2 separate regions of the Xenopus laevis genome follow, and region 2 is linked to region 1. The links are chromatin contacts, called in public Hi-C maps. All regions are on one chromosome and are shown on one strand. Each heading gives the region's core, a stretch centred on a gene start, on an enhancer-like site or on the middle of the called end of the contact. The rest is flanking DNA. Distances are from core to core; before and after follow the strand shown. Region 1 holds the start of birc2.L (baculoviral IAP repeat containing 2 L homeolog). Region 2 overlaps tmem123.L (porimin).

What was found. Hi-C and Micro-C count contacts between places; a contact is called where the count stands out from the background.
Region 2: a contact with region 1 is called in a Hi-C map of the XTC cell line, with 3 times the contacts expected there. The contact joins the enhancer-like site here to the promoter of birc2.L in region 1. A contact is called at or near these places in 2 of 4 Hi-C or Micro-C datasets (the XL177 cell line and the XTC cell line).

What each region holds. Positions count from the first base shown.
Region 1 is chr2L:168,665,797-168,671,078 of Xenopus_laevis_v10.1, forward strand. birc2.L (baculoviral IAP repeat containing 2 L homeolog) reads left to right here and starts at 2,910. Exons shown (of 10, transcript NM_001093264.1): 1 at 2,910-2,969.
Region 2 is chr2L:168,723,414-168,728,695 of Xenopus_laevis_v10.1, forward strand. It overlaps tmem123.L (porimin), which reads right to left. Exons shown (of 5, transcript XM_018247756.2): 4 at 4,716-4,866; 5 at 1,124-3,799. The coding sequence ends at 3,775. Among protein-coding and RNA genes, the nearest start is that of tmem123.L, 33 kb to the right of the region's middle. Within about 2 kb of position 2,363, at least 1 of the 7 cell types and tissues checked has an H3K27ac peak or open chromatin away from gene starts, as enhancers often do.

The DNA of each region.
Region 1 (5,282 bases), core at 1,660-4,159:
GCATTGCTTCTGAAATAATCAAGTTTACGTTCACTATTCCTCTCTCAGCATCTGTTTCTCTTCATTCTGTTTTTATGCAACAGTTAGATAGTCATTAACAGTTAGATCCAATATTCCTCACACATGAGCTCACTCAAATAATTGATTCCAGTACAAACAAAATCTAACTTTAGCACAAATCCTGCATGTAGAGAGACCGGATTTCTGTTGATTTTAATAGAGTGAGCTCTAATACATCTTCTAGGCAAAAGGAGCCCCCCTATAAGATATATTGGATCTAACTGTCAATGATTATCTGACACCCAACCCAACAGATGCTGAGAGAGGAATAGTGAACATAAACTTGATTATTTTCGAAAAAAATACAGAATATTTAATTGATCGTATTCAGAAAGTTTCTTATTTCAATATGCAGAAGCTTATATTACATTTTAATGTTTGCAATTTTTCAGCATTAAGAATAGGTTATCAATTTAATTACATGCTGTGTCACTTCTGTTTCTATATGGGTTTTAAAGGAGGAATATATAAGATGGAAAATCCATGTTTGTGCACATTGAGTTGAAAATATACAGGCTTTGAATTAATTTTGGCATCAAAGGGGTATTCACAACCATGGATATTTGTGAAACTGGAGTGAGGCTGTTAGGAAGTTGACATTCTTTTGTGTGACATTCTTTTGTGTGTGTTTTATTCTCATTATGTTCCTTGCTCCAGTTTTACATTACTCCATCTCTGTGAATACCCCCTTACTCCTTTTTAAAAAGGACATTAGCTCCCAAAATAAAATTGTGTCTAATGAAAGTAAATGTCATTCAAAGCCACTTTCTAATATATATATTCATTACACATAACACTGCTTATGTGTAAATGTAAATGCTATTCAAAGCAGTGTCTGTCTGTTCCTTGATACTATCTGCACTGGTGGTTCCTCTTATTTACTTCCCTAGTCCGGCATGCACCCAACCCTAACCCACAATCAGGACTGGACTGGGATTCAAAATAGTCCCAGGCAGTGGCGTAACTAGATATTACTGGGCCCCACAGCAAATTATTTTTCAGGCCCCCAAAATGTTTAGAGGTTGACTTGTTTCTCCAATATTTATTGAAATTGTATATGAATTAGGGCCTCATGGGGCCCCTATACCTCCTGGGCCCCCTGCAGCCGCAGGGTCTGCTTCCTCTATAGTTACGCCCCTGGTCCCAGGCATTTAAAATGCCTAGAGGCCCAAACAGTGTTCCACCAGCCCACTAAATAGTGAGTGTTTATGGCATCTTATATCAGCCCCTCTGGCATTTGCTAGAACTTTCAGATTGCCTGTCCGGGCCTGCCCACAATGCATTCTTCCCAACATTTCAAAATTAGAAAGAGGGACAACGTTCTGCCGTACGTAGTGCAGTGAAAACGTTTTTTGACCATGCCTGTTTTGTGGCCACAACCTCCTAAATGCCTTGTCAATTTTACAAAATTTGCCAGGTTATGGAAAGTTTAAACACACTTTTGGGGTTTTAGGGCAGAGACAGACGTGAAGCTTCAGGGGGATTTTATCACCTGGCGCCTAATCACCTCTTCTTCAGGCAAATAATTTCCCCGAAAAGCCTTCCCGCCAGCCAGCGCGGAATCTGTCATAGGAGCCGTCTGAGGCGGCTCCTGCAATGCCGCCCCCCCCTTCGCCGGCTTACCTGTTGGGAGGGGAGGCAGAAACATTAGTGCGGAGAGCTCAATTGCGCTCTCTCGCAATAGTATAGCCCGATCTCCCTAAAAAACAGAAATTTTGCTCTTAAAGGTGCAGAAGTGGCTTTTTGCCGCCCCTGGAAACTTCTCTGGCGCTGCCGCCTGAGGCGAGCGCCCCTGCCGCCAGCTAGAATGTAAATCGCCGATGGGATGGCAGTCAGAGCACTTCGTTTTCCGATGTTCCTCGTGAGGCAACTTCGGAAAACGAAATGCTCCAAGTGCCATCCTACTGGCGATTTCGATTCTAGCCGCCGGGGAGGCCGATCGGGGACATTAGTCGCCCGAAGAAGTGGCGTTTAGTCAGTTTTGCTGATGAAGGAGAAATTGCTGCAAGTTACAGTTCTCCCAAGATACAATCGTATCTTTTCTTCTCTTAAATAGTTAAAAAAGTGCAGCTCGTGGGTGTTCTGTCAGAAAACCTCTCGTTTCAATTAGTTTTAAAAGCTTTGTATATTTTTCCAGTCACTACAGGAGATCAAAGATAGACTCTTGACCTTCACCTCTTTAATTTAGATTGGGACACAGGGGGGTTTTTTTTAGTCACGTGAAAGGTTACGTAATATTAATTCCTCAAACTACGGCCCGGGAAAGTCCCTTTTGCCTTGACGCGTGCGTAGGAGGGGAATTTACAGAAACAGAAAACGTTCCCATAGAATTCCCCCGGATTTCCAAACCAAAACGAGCTTCAGACTATTTAAAACGAACGTACATCGAAGCCCAAATCTATTCATTCGCGTTACTGAAAAATAAGTCGGATCGTACCTGATTTTAACGTAAAACTAAAAAGACACGTCGCAACAAATAAGTGGCGCATGCGCGCATGTAACCGGGACGCCATGTTACAGCAAAGGTAAGGGCTGCGGCTTCGCTTCTCTTTACAGGCTCTGGGTTTGTCGCCTTTCAGCGCACTCTGTGAAATTTTATTAATGGCGGGTGGAAACAAATGAAGACGGCGGAAAAAAAAGGGTGTGAAGGGAAAATGGTGGTCGTGCCTCACAGCGAGTGTTCTGTCAGGTAGAAGTCGACATTGTGGGCTGGTTTCGTTTGCCGAGAAGTCTAAACGGACGCAATTGTGTCAAAGGACAATTACACAATAAACAACTGGGGGGTGGGCCCAAAGCAGCTTTATAAAAATGGCAAAACTTAAACTCTGTTCTTTTCAAGCGGATGTGGAGTGAAGAACGCTTCCGGCCCCTCCCCTCGTCAGCACAGGGTGGGCCGCTTTATAGTTCAGGTGAGTATAATGCAGTTGCCACACGACGCAGGACACGTCAGCTTATTGGCAGTGTGAAATCTCAATTTTTGTTTATTTTTAAACTTTCGTATGTTTCTTTCTGGACCTGGATTTTTTCATTGATAAAACTATTATTATTAGAAGGATTCCCCCCCAATGGCATAGTTCAAAGAGAGTGTGTTGCCTGGCAACAGCGCCTCACTGATACCTGGATATAAGGACCTCGGCTACAATGTATGGATGCTGCTGCCTTTCATGATAATTCCTCTGTGCTGGTCAACTGGTTATTAAGGGTTTTTTTTCATCTTTAGCTTTATGCAGTCAGTGATGTTCTGAGACTTTTTTCAGTTTGTTATTTTGTGGTTTTTTAATTATTTTAAGAATTGTATGTATGTATATTTTTATTTGTAAAGCGCTCCTTGAGGGCAAAGCACTGTACAACAAAACAATAAATTAGTAGTAACAAACAAGGGGTCATTGGAATAAAAAGTACCAATAAGTGCATTATTAGAATACAATTCACATAAATATAAAACATAATTACAATGCAGCCAAACTTGAAGTTCCAAATTTATCATTTCCACTTTTTATTATACTTTTTGTTTAGGTCGCCTGCTGTTCATATTACAGTCTCTCATTCAAGCCATTACCTGGTTGCAGTCTTGGACTGGCCCACCGGGATACCAGCTAAACTCGTGGTGGGCCCAGGTGTTAAAGGGCCCTTGTGCTGCTAAAGATTTGGCCTATTTCATGGCCGTTTCCTATTTCTTTGAGAACAAAGAGGCTAAATAGATGAAATAATAGATAATACACAAAAGCCATGAATATCCTGTAAATTATATCCTTATAAACGGTGAGTTCTGATGTCATCAGCAGCAGCTATCTGGTTGCTAGTGTCTGCGTTACCCTGGCAACCAGGCAGTGTTGGACTGAGACACCAGGGGCCCATCCAAAAACCTTAGACCAGGGGCCCATCCCAAAACCTTACACTAGGGGCCCACCCAAGAACCATAGACCAAGGGCCCACTCTCAGTATTATTATTATTCATCTCCTCACTCAACCGCTATTCTCCTAGTCTCTATTCTTTACATATTATATAGTGAATAAAGTAAACCCTCTTATAATATATAAGGATATTATAAGTTACCGAGGAGTTTCATGACTATATAAATTTATACAGGTCATGGAACTCCGAGGTAACTTCTAATATCCTCATATTTTACAACTGGGGGTACTTTATTTATTATAATACACACGTTTCAGTGAGTCATGTGACCGAAATGACATCAGAACTCACCATTTATAACTGATGACATCAGAACTCACCGTTTATAAGGATATAATTTACAGGATATTCATGGCTTTTGTGTATTATCTATTATTTCATCTATTTAGCCTCTTTGTTCTCAAAGAAATAGGAAACGGCCATGAAATAGGCCAAATCTTTAGCAGCACAAGGGCCCTTTAACACCTGGGCCCACCACGAGTTTAGCTGGTATCCCGGTGGGCCAGTCCAAGACTGCAACCAGGTAATGGCTTGAATGAGAGACTGTATTATGAACAGCAGGCGACCTAAACAAAAAGTATAATAAAAAGTGGAAATGATAAATTTGGAATTTCAAGTTTGGCTGCTGGGGTCAGTGATCCCTATTTGAATAAGGCAGAAGAGGACGGCAAATAATTCAGAAGGACACTAAAAAGTTTAATATGAATAGGACATTCTATAATATACTAAAAGTTACCTTTGAACTGATTTTTATGACTATGAGATCATTAAAATAGTTAGTGGTCTGATTGCAAGGTATCACTTAAAAAACTGTGAACTTTAGTTATTTAAGTTAAAAGTGAAAATACACACTAAAATTACATTGTAACATTATTCAGATAGTCTTTACTTTAAAGAGATACTGCCACCAGAATTTGTGTTTTTTTACATCTATCATAAAATTGGCTTTACATGCTACTTATAAATTTATTTATAATGACCTATAGGTAACTTTTAATGTACAATCATATTTTATGCTTAAAGGTGAACTACCTCTATAATGATTATCTATGTTGTAGACCATTTTGCCTCTGAAGAGGAAGATAACTGATAAAATATGAATTAAAACATATCCTTGGGATTAAATGGCTTTTCTATAAAAAGAGTAATTGGAAATTGTCTCGCAATATGATTGCCTGCATAATACTACAATGTAATATTAGTATGCATTTCCACTTTAAACCTGTATTTTCATAATTAAAGGTTACAAATCCTTTGCTTTAGTGACACCTTGTGAGCAGACATTGTAACATGATTTTTATAACCT
Region 2 (5,282 bases), core at 1,113-3,612, 57 kb after region 1:
CCTCTCACTGTAACAAACCTTTTCTGAATATCAAGAATCTCCTTTTTTCTAAAAGGACCTACTGGTAAATAAAGGCCCGGGAAGGTTATTATATTAATTCTCTCATCATATCTGAACTGGGAGTCAAAGTAGGCCAGCCCTGGCCCGATTCAAATCACTTCATAACTCTGCCCCTCCCTACATCTCTGAACTCATCTCTATATACTCACCCAACCGCTTACTACGTTCCTCTACTGACCTGCTACTCAACTCTTCTCTCATTACCTCCTCACATGCTCACATTCAAGACTTTGCAAGGACTGATTTTACAGGGCTATGCAATATGTTGGGGCTCTAAAAATACTTGTTAATAATAATTATGTCATCCTATATTTACACACAATTATTATATCCCCCCTTAAGGCCTTCTTTGGCCTTTATTAAATACAATTATATTCCGTTTGAGCACTGGACACCAAAATGGCACAGCAAATTCTAAATGGGGCCTTACCAGTGCTTAGTTAAGAGGGAAAATGTCCCTTTCTTCCCCTTTAATAAAGATCAATACTTGGTTTGCCCTTCCTGCTGCTGACTGGCATGGCTTGCTACAGCCAAGTTAATTAGCCAACAAGGGTATAATTGGCTGCATACTTTTACATCCGAAGTAAATAACTTTATATTTATTTATTTGTTACTAAGCCACCCAGATTACTCGACTCCTCAATTAGATACAATAAAGAAAAATAAATTCAATAAAGAAAAGAATTGATTGTGCACACTCTGAACCTACAACTTTTTACTATTGGTATCAGTTAAAACATTTTTGAGATTAGTCTGTGCATGTAAAGCGATCAGTTCCTCAACAGTGACCAATCAGAGTGGAGGTATGGCCGATTATGGCATTGCCAAAACGGGCCAAATCAGCAATACGGTTCTACTTGGCTCACAGTGGAGAGTCATAAATCTGCCCAATCAGATAGCAGTTGAAATCACTGTATAGGTTTGCTAAACTCTTGCTGTGATATAAAACTCTCTTGAGACTATTATATAGATCTCCTGTACCGTTCCAAATAGGGACCAGCGTGTACTTTATATATCCAAGTAAGAAAAAAATCGAATTCAAAACATGGACCCCAAGACAGACTAGTGCAAATTATCCTTTTTATTAAACCAAAACTCAGGATCATTATATTCACATATTCCTTAAAGCAAAAGTCACATATAAAATATAAACTGCTGAAAGCCATATATCTGAGCAGCTAATTGTTTCCCATTTCTTTGTCATGCAAATTAAATTCTTCCGGATATTGCACTGTACAATGGGAGGGGGAAAATTAAAAGCGTTTTACAAAATTACTTAAAAAATACAAACTATTTTCCACTCCCAAAACAATAGCTTTGTATAATAAATCTCCTCATAAAGAAAGTGAAAGTTTAGGGTTATACAAAATGTACAAACAGACACCAGTCCCCGACTTTCAGGAGAACGATTTGGTCGTAGCTTGGTAGAAATGACTTGACATGTCCCTAAAGGGCTGACAAAATCTATTTTGTCCCGAGTGAATATAAAATTTGTTTTAGGAACGTAACCGTTATGGAATGGTGAGTGCTTTAAGCCACTGACTAATGGCATCCACCTGTAACTGTGCAGATTTCAGCCCAGGGTACTTCATGATTGGTGGATAAGCTTGATGCCAATGGTATAAGGCACTTTTTTGGGGGGAGGGGGGGTTAATTTCAGAGCTATGTGAGCTTATTTTAAAACCTTGAATGAACTCACAACTCGAATAGTTTCTTATTTAAGAAAAAAACTTGAATCAGCAAGTTTGGGGGTTGACAACTAGAAAACTTGAATTGATCAAGTTTTTGGTGAAACCCACGAAACCTTGGTGTTTTTTTCGGATTCAAGCTATTTCCAGGTTGGGGGGTATAACCAATCTTGAAAAATTCTAGTTTAAAAAAAAAAAAATATGCTTGAAAAATTCAAGTTTCTTTTTTCTTTAAACGTGAAAATTCAAGGCTTTTTTTTAATAACCTTCAAAACTCAAATTTTTCATGGAAACTCGAACCTTAATAAATCTGCCCCTTGTTGTTGGCCACGTGCAACATTAACCTTAGAAAAGGTAATATATCCTACATAGTAGTGATGTGCGGATCGAGAATTTCTCAACCCGCTTCCGAACCCTAACCCGCCCCCTCCCAAAACTGCACCTGCCACCGCTGCTGCCCTATATTTATAGACCCACGCCCACCCGTCTATAAATTCCGACACCGGAAGCCGAAACTGCTAGGTCGTGGGCCAGGAGAGCAGGAGAAGAGGTCGACCTGGACCCGCCCGAACATTTTCTGCAGGAGTCGGCCCGAACCTGGCCATTCCACGGGTAAACTGCCTGTATAGGGCCAGGCCGCACATCACTAAAGTGCGGACACCTGCAGGTTAGGCAGATTCGAACCGACTTCCACAGACTATTGCAGGGTCGCAGGCTCTGGGTTGAGCTCTTCTTTCTGCTTTCTCCACCAGTAAATACACTGATGGCGCCAGCCTCTATTTGAAGCTAAGTGTCTGCCCTGACCCCTTTTTGTGACATCAGAGACGGCGGGTCAGATGAGCTGCCGCACCACAAGTAGGGTTCGGAGGGATCGAGTTAGGGTCCAATTTTTTTGTGATCCGCACATCACTACTACATAAGCTCATTCTAACTGGATTTTCCACCTATTATTATTATTAAGTGATGGATTTTGGGACGTGAAGTCCCTTTGTTTATGCATGCTGGTAGAATCATTGGTAAAAAAAAAAAAAAAAGCTTACGGTGACACCTTTTGGAAGCAGTAGAGAATTACAAGCTACAAATTTATCCAACATATTTGCAGGTCAGTTGCAGGCACCAATGAAGCCAAAATCATCAGAAACATAATCCTCAAAGCATGAAGCCTTTGCTTGCACATAATATTCAATATTTGGGGAGCACAACGGCACAATCCAGTCACAATAATGCCAACAGCGACCCCTATAGGAAGCAGTGAAGAATTCCAAACTATAAGAACTGCAGTTCAGTTGCGGATATGTTACATCAAAAAGGAACACGATCTTTACCCAAATAAAAGAAACATAAATCATGCAGAATTGCTTCCAAGAATATACGGTGTGATAATTAGGGAGCTTGTGTCAATAAACACAATAACCTGAAGTATATTTTATATTTGATGCAACTGTAAAGTTTGTAGGTGGGATTTTGGATCACCTCTCTGGAAGTATGGCTGGGGATGAAAATGCCATTCTACAGCAGCCTATGCCTAAACCTTGTTATGATTGGTGGGTTTGATAAACAATCGCAAGCCATATGGACGTCACCGACTGCAGGTCAAACACATCCAATGAGAGCACGGCACAGACAAATGCACTTTAGACAAATAAAAGCCATAAAGCAGCCTAGAAATAGATGCAAAGAGAAAAGCAAGTTTCATTTCCTTATCATGCGACAGGTAAAAGTGCAAGTATTGATTTGTCTCAGGTGAGGCAGCAGAAAAGCATTTGCCATATCATTATTCCCGTGTGACCGGCTATGAATACACAATCATTACACAGGGGGACACCAATGCCTAGTAACCTTCTGTGTAAGAACCTCAGTGGGACTTCCCGCTTCAGTACACAATATAAACAAACAAGGTTTCCAAGATATTCAGAATCAAATTCTACCCAGAAAACTGTCCGTGCGAAACTGGTGCAATTATACAGAATAAAGCTGACAGAGGAGAATCCTTTGGAGAATATCAATCCTTTTGGGGCCCTTCATATTAAATGATAGCCTCGTGTTCGTCTCTGCAAAGGTAAAAGAGAAAAAGAGATTAAGCTGCCAGAAAATGTATTTTTTTAGTTAAACTGTTTTATTCTATTTTCAGATGAAATAAAGTAACAGTAGTATAATAACATACACCGTGCATTGTGTTTGTTGCGACTTCATAGATACAATCATATAGTTAAGCTTACACTCCTTAAAGGGATACTATCATACTATTTTTTTTTTTTCAAACGTCATCAGTTAATAGCGCTACTCCAGCAGAATTCTGCACTGAAATCCATTTCTCAAAAGAGCAAAGATTTTTTTTATTTAATTTTGAAATCTGACATGGGGTTAGACATATTGTCAGTTTACCAGGTGCTCCCAGTCATGTGACTTGTGCTCTGATACATTTCAGTCACTCTTTACTGCTGTACTGCAATTTGGAGTGATATCACCCCCCCTCCCTTTTCCCCAGCAGCCAAACAAAAGAACAATGGGAAAGTAACCAGATAGCAGCTCCATAACACAAGATAACAGCTGCCTGGTAGATCTAAGAACAACACTCAATAAAATCCAGGTCCCACTGCGACACATGCAGTAGCATTGAGTAGGAGAAACAACAGCCTTCCAGAAAGCAGTTCCATCCTAAAGTGCTGGCTCTTTCTGAAAGCACATGACCAGGCAAAATGACCTGAGATGCACCTACACACCAATATAACAACTAAAAAATACACTTATTGGATTAGGAATGAAATTGTATAGAGTAGAGTGTAAACAGTGTCATTTAGAAATATAAAACATCATAAAAATCATGACAGAATCCCTTTAAGCCTCTTTGGGAAGTCTGATCCCAGCACAACCAGTTCAGTCACTTGAAAAAGAAAATCCTATTTCAGAATAAGAAAAAATAAAAAGAATTACAGTTTGTATATTTATTGTGATCAAACGACTTACATGGTCCTGTATCGAACGCCTCTCCTTGAGTTAAAGAACTTGCAGCCGAAGAAGAGGACAGCTATGATGCCCAGCGTTAGCACGATGCCACCGATGAAACTGCCCAGATCAAAACCAGAAATTTTCGGCAATACCTGAGAAGCAATGGAGCCTGTGTGGAAATAAAATCACCATTATTCTCTCACTGGTGAAAGGCAAGTGCACTGATAAAATTGTTCAACTTCAATATGCACAAGGAATGTAAAAAAAACAATGATATGCTAAAATGATGGTATGGAAACCAACTGAAAGAGTAAATGTGCCTCAGTGTAGTTACTAGTCATGTCCAGGTTGGGATTTTCCCCCCGACCCGCACCCGTCCGCACTTCCGGGTTGCTTTCATAGACCTGCGGCGCCCCACCGATGATGTCATAAAAGGGGTGGGGCGATAAAAGACGAACCCGGAAGTCGGAAGCAAGCATTTGATGGTGGCGGGCGGGTAGAGCAGGAGAAGAGCTCAACCCGCACTGCCCGCGAAGAAGTGTGCGAGGTCAGGCCGAAGCCGCCCAACCCGTGGGTCTCGCAGGT